Regions from separate parts of the Ovis aries genome. Here region 2 is linked to region 1. The links are chromatin contacts, called in public Hi-C maps. All regions are on one chromosome and are shown on one strand. Each heading gives the region's core, a stretch centred on a gene start, on an enhancer-like site or on the middle of the called end of the contact. The rest is flanking DNA. Distances are from core to core; before and after follow the strand shown.

Region 1 (2,809 bases), core at 31-2,530:
CCCCAAAGAAACCAGAACACAAAACAACTGAAAAATTAGCTAATTCTGATTGAGAAATAAATGAGCAATCTGGCAATGTTCTTTTTTTTCCACATTATAAAGCTAATCGGAGAGGCCTGCCACCTGAAAACATTTCAGAAAGGTAGAGATAATACTCCTACAGAGATCATGATTAATGAATACATTGGCCCCTGGCTATAACTACGTCACTGCTGTTTACTTCGTGACTTCCCGTGTTCCAGGTGGGGGTTAAGTCAGGAAGGATTGGAGGAAATCAGTTTAAATTGTAGTCCAACCTTTACAGAGTAAACCCCACAACTCAACTAATTTTTTTCTTATGGGCCTGTAACTTAGTGGTAAAAGCACAATGAAATGAATGGATAATCTGAACAAAGGCAACAAGCATCTGTAATCTCTCAATCCCTTTGCAAATATATCCACCACGACAGGGCCAAATTCTGGGATCCGTTCGAGCAGGCGAGTGTCACCATTCAATAATGAGCTCCTTTCTCGATAAGCTGTAAATCTCGGGGCAACTGAGACCCTTCCTAGGGATCTGAGCTGGGAGCGGTCTCGGATTTTTAGACAAATCTCTCCTCCTACCACACGTGACCGAGAGGCAATCAGCGGCCCTGGGAGACCCGCAACGCACGATACAAAGGCTCGGCGCTGCCACGAAATCCTCAGGAGGATCGCCGAGCCTCCCGCGCTTAGCTTCTGCGGAGCCTGCGCAGGGCGCCGCCGCGAGGCGCGCCGCTCCCGGGCCCGCAGGGCGGTGCCGCGCAGCGCGGGGAGAGGGAGCAGGGAGCGCGCGCCGCCTGCCCTGCGCGCCTGCCCACCCAGCGCCGCGGGAGCAGGGCCGACGAGCCGCACGCAGTCCGGCCGCACCGCAGGAGCCGGGCCCTCGGCCGACGCAGGGAGCCCCGCAGCGACGTGGACTAGGGTGAGGAGGCCGAGGGCTCCCAGACCCCGGGCAGGCCCGAGGCCGGGCCGGCCCACCCCGCCCAGGCCCGGGCCTTCCCTTCTCCTCCCGGCCCCTGCCGCCACCCCCGGCCTCCCGGGCCTCGCGTGGGGGCGGAGGGGCGCCGTGAGCGACACTTACACCACGGCTCTGGAGATGATCCAGGACACCATCTTCCCGGGGGCTTGGACCCCACGTCGGGGGCGGGTGGGTGCCAAGGGTGGCGGACCAGGCGGCCAACGGCAGGCCGCGCGCCCTCCGGCTCCTCGCACTCCCCGGGGCCGCGCTGGCGCCCTCGGGAGCCGGGCCCGGTGTCTGCGCGCGGCGGCCGGAGCTGCGCGGCGGTCGGTCCCCCCCACCCTTCCCCGCCCGCCTGCGGAGCCGCCGCGGAGCCAGCCAGCCCCGCCCCTACGCTCCGCTGATAGGCGGCGGCGGCGCGTTGGCCGAGGCCAAGTCTGGGCTGCCCGGCTCCGGGGGCTGGGCTGCCGGGACCCCTGCCCGCGCCGGACGGCCTTGCGGCCTGGCTCCTTGGCTCTACCCTCCCTGCTCTGCCTCCTTTGTCCAGAACGTCCACGAGGCGTAGAGGGGAGAGGGTGGGGAGAGGCTGAGGAAGGGGACTTGGGGGTGAGGGTTGTTGATATCTGTGTGAAAAACAAGATAGTCGTGGAAACTCTGTCTGACGGAATCCTTTTGGACCAGGCCCTAGATTCTGGAGAGGAGAAATTTGGAGATGCGTTTAGCTACATCGGTGTTCTCACTGTTCACCGAGGCCCTGGACATCATCAAAGTACCGCATTTTCAGGCAGAGGTCGGGAGAATCGTTGTACAGGCCTGTCAGGAGTCTCCTGGTTTGTGGTGCAATGCAGGGAGGGGAAGAGGAGGAAAGCCTTGGATTTCAAGTTTGCAGTAGTGAGCGTGTAGATACCACTGTTCTGGGCCTCTTACGACATCGTCCCATCACAACATCCGCAAAGCCTGTATTACAAACACACCTCTGACCTGCCAGATATTCAGAGTAAAAGTTGGGTTTAGGATTCGTGACCTGTCTTACTATTTATAGCTGTCTGTTTTTTGGGAAGTTGGGTTATTGCTCGCACCTTGCAGGTATCTTAATTTCAGGAGGTAGAATTTAAACTCTGATATTTTTGGTGGCAATACCGAATCGAGGAAGTGATCTTGAAATTTAGTCGCATCTTTTTTTTTTTTCCTGTTAAGATGGTAATAAAAGATAATTCTAGTGTTCAGATGGTACGAAGAATAAAGGATGAGACATGGGCTTCAAGCCTTTGATTAAAAGGTCTAGGAAATAGTTTATTTTGTGACCATACTGTAATTTATTCTTTTTGTTCCTCAGTTTCCCTGTAGTAAAAAGAGGTCAGTAATACTGCGGTTTACCTCTTGGCCTTCCAAGAGTGACATGAAGTACGCTAAATACATTTTATAAAATTGTGCCACTTGTTTGAGAGAAAATAAAAAACGAATAGGAGATTATCCTGAGTTTTTTTAAAGTCCCAGGTTCAGTACATTAGTAATGTTTTTGTTATGCAAGGAATGAAATCGGAAACTCCTTTTTACTCTTGGGTAGGCTTTGTACTCTTGGGTTGCAAAGAGTTGGATGTGACTGAACTGAACTGAGGCTCTTTTTGCTTATTTATGCATTTTAAGAACGTATATATTAATTTCAGGGATCTCAATGATGAAAATTTGCATTTGTCTGGAATCATTTTTGGCCATTATTCAGCATTATTTGAAAATCAGGTGTGCCACATAAACACCAGTTTTCTAAAAAGTTCTCTTGCCCAATAAAACGCAAAGCATTTGAATGGCATTCAGATTCCTCCATGAACT
Region 2 (2,831 bases), core at 179-2,678, 180 kb before region 1:
CCACTATATAAAAGTTCTTAGACTGACCAAGCTTAACCTCAAAGGCCCGGCCCTTTCCTCTGGCCCCTAGGCCCGCCCAGAGCAGGCTGTATGTCAGGCTGGGAGAAGGGCATGGTTTAGGGAGCAAAGGCTTCTGGCTCAGGGGGCGGAACCACAGTTTGGAGACAGAACAAAGCCACAGCCAGGTCAGGGCTAAGGAGCTTGGGCTGGTCTTGGAATGGAGCCAGGACCCAGAAACCACTGCCGTGAGCCACCAGCTGGCTCTGGTCCTGGGAACACGAGCAGCTGTCATGCAGGCCAGACCAGACCTGCAGTCTGTCACCATGCCAACGGCTCCATTAGCCCTCCCAGTCTCTGCTCCCTGCAGGCTCACACCCAGTGGCCTGTGTACTTTGGCATCAGCCTACCTTTAGGTGTGTCCTGAGGTGACTGAATAAACTTACAGAAAAGCCACATCACCTGCTGGGTCTTATCATTCTGGACAGTGCTTTGTTGTTCCAGAAACCCATAGAGGTCAAAGTGTATAACTACAAACCTTTAAAGTGTGTTGACCTGATGAAAATGAAAGGGCCAATGATTTTCCTTAACTCTGTGTGGTCTAATTTAAGTGCCTGTCACTAGTACTTTAACTGGAACAACCCAGGCTCCATGACTGTGGAAACAGGAAGCCTTACCCCTATATGCCCAAGTGGTGGGGGCAAATCAGTGAAAGGCCACATTCACAGCTGTTTGGAGTACATCCTGATACCTTGGGATTCAGTTGCAGTAATAAAGTTAACATCAACACAATCATATCAAGAAAAGGTCACAGAAAGAGAAATCTTTGTTTCAAAAACTATGGTACTGTTCCTGGGGACATCCCTGGTGGTCTGATGGCTAAGACTCTCACTCTGGATGCAGGAGATGTGGGTTTGATGCCTGGTCAGGGAACTAGATCCCACATACTGCAGCTAAAGATCCCTTGTGTTGCAACTAAAGACCCAGCGCAGTCAAAGGGATAATTACTTTTTAAAAAAAATTATTATAGTGTTCCTTTTCTACACTAGATCATATTATCATCGTCTGTGTCAATGGCTATTCTCCCAAGTCCCACTGACCATGTGAGAAGTTTTTCCGAAAGATTAAGCTTCACCTCTTCCTAATTTTGTCCCCTTCCAAACTTGTTTAGCCCTCTTCAGGCTTGGTTACAAATTGTAACATTTTAACAGGCTGCACCTCCTCGATCTTTAGATTCTCTTATCACCAGGGAGAGGCCTGTACAACCTAGTAAACTTTAGCCATAAGGCAGCTCCCTAATGAGAATAAAGGGCAGAATAAAAGGCAGCATCCCACAGTGGGGCCAGCAGGATCCATCCCAGGGACAGAAGCCCAGTAGGGCTTAAGCTATAAGAACAAATAAGAACAAACTCTTGGTGCTCAGGAAACTCATAATCTAGGGGAGGCCACTGCTATGTTGCTTAACAAGGTGATAAGCTACAGTGTGTGCTGAGTGCTGTGGGAATGCAAAGGCAGCGATGATTAATTATGCTGGGTATGTGGATTAAAGATCTGGGAATGTTTCCCAGAGAGAGGAGTAGTTGAGCTGAAACCTTAAGGATGAGCAAGCTTTGATGAGGAGGAAATTTAATGGGCAGACTGCACAGCAATATGCATTCCAGGAAGAGGCATAGTGCGCAAGTCTTCCCGGCACAGAGAAGCAATAATACAGGAAATGTTAGGAGTGAAGAAGGTCGTCTGGTACACTTGGAGTTTATGATATAACGTAAAAGTGACAAAAGAAAGACTGAAGGACTTCTCTGGTGGTCCAGTGGTTAAGAATCTGCCTGCCAGTCCTGGGGACATGGGTTCCATACCTGGTACAGGAAGATCCCGCGTGCCACAGGGCAACTAAGACCATGAACCGCAACTGCTGAGACCATGCGCCTAGGCAATGAGAAACCCATGCACTGCAGCTAGAGAAAGCCTGAGCAGCAACAAAGACCCAGCATAGCCAAAAATAAATTTTAAAAAAAGACTGAAGAGTTAGGTTAGGCCAGATGGTGACTGTCTTGGAAGACAAACTCATTGGACTTTACCCTGAACTGACTGGTAAAGCATGCAAAGGATTTTAAATGACTGGCTAGGTCAGGAGTTAAGGTTAGTAAGTGTGACAAGCAAAATTGTCTAGAAATAACTCTGGAAGGTTACTTTAAGCAGCCTAGACAGACCAACTACAGCAGGGGCCTCCTTCTTCTCCCATGGGATGGACTGCCCCAAACTCATAGGACTGATAGCTTCTTCCCCATCCCTAGTCAGGTAAACTACAGGCCTCCGTGCAGGCCTCAAAGATCCAGAGCTGCAAAATTGGCTTTCCTGGACAGCTGAAAATATCCAAACACCTAACTCAGATTGCTTAGTGCCCCTGAATCTGTTTGTACCCCCACTGATAAGTCATTCTCTCACTCTATCTGGAAAGCAACATGGAAGTAGGGCCCTGGGTCGAGAACATAAACCTTCCACATCCCAGCTGATGGATGAGAGGCTGAGATCACAGACTTCTGCTCTCCCTGTGGACACTTCCTCAGCAAACCTCCACAAGAAAGTCTTTCTAAATCACACCACCAGATGTTATGAAACGCTTTCTGACCATGGTGACCCATAAAGGCATCCACATTACATCAAAATGGGACTTCCTAGGAATGGAATAAGACCTCTCCCCATTCACTGTCAGTTAGGACTCAAGCGGTAGCAGAAAATCTAACTGAAATTGGCTTTAACAGTTAAGGGGATTTTTGATTCAAATGACTGTTGGAGTGGATACAGAGTAGTTAACCCAGTGTTTCAATGTGTTA

What was found. A called contact is a pair of places that touch in the nucleus more often than the background predicts.
Region 2: a contact with region 1 is called in a Hi-C map of skin fibroblasts, with 1.8 times the contacts expected there. The contact joins the enhancer-like site here to the promoter of REEP3 in region 1. A contact is called at or near these places in 2 of 16 Hi-C or Micro-C datasets (skin fibroblasts and tail adipose tissue).

Annotation. Positions count from the first base shown.
Region 1 is chr25:18,886,031-18,888,839 of ARS-UI_Ramb_v3.0, reverse strand. It overlaps REEP3 (receptor accessory protein 3), which reads right to left and starts at 1,280. Exons shown (of 10, transcript XM_060406503.1): 1 at 1,103-1,280. It overlaps JMJD1C (jumonji domain containing 1C), which reads left to right and starts at 828. Exons shown (of 26, transcript XM_027962302.3): 1 at 828-943.
Region 2 is chr25:19,068,133-19,070,963 of ARS-UI_Ramb_v3.0, reverse strand. No RefSeq gene overlaps it. Among named protein-coding and RNA genes, the nearest start is that of JMJD1C, 180 kb to the right of the region's middle. Within about 2 kb of position 1,428, at least 35 of the 54 cell types and tissues checked have an H3K27ac peak or open chromatin away from gene starts, as enhancers often do.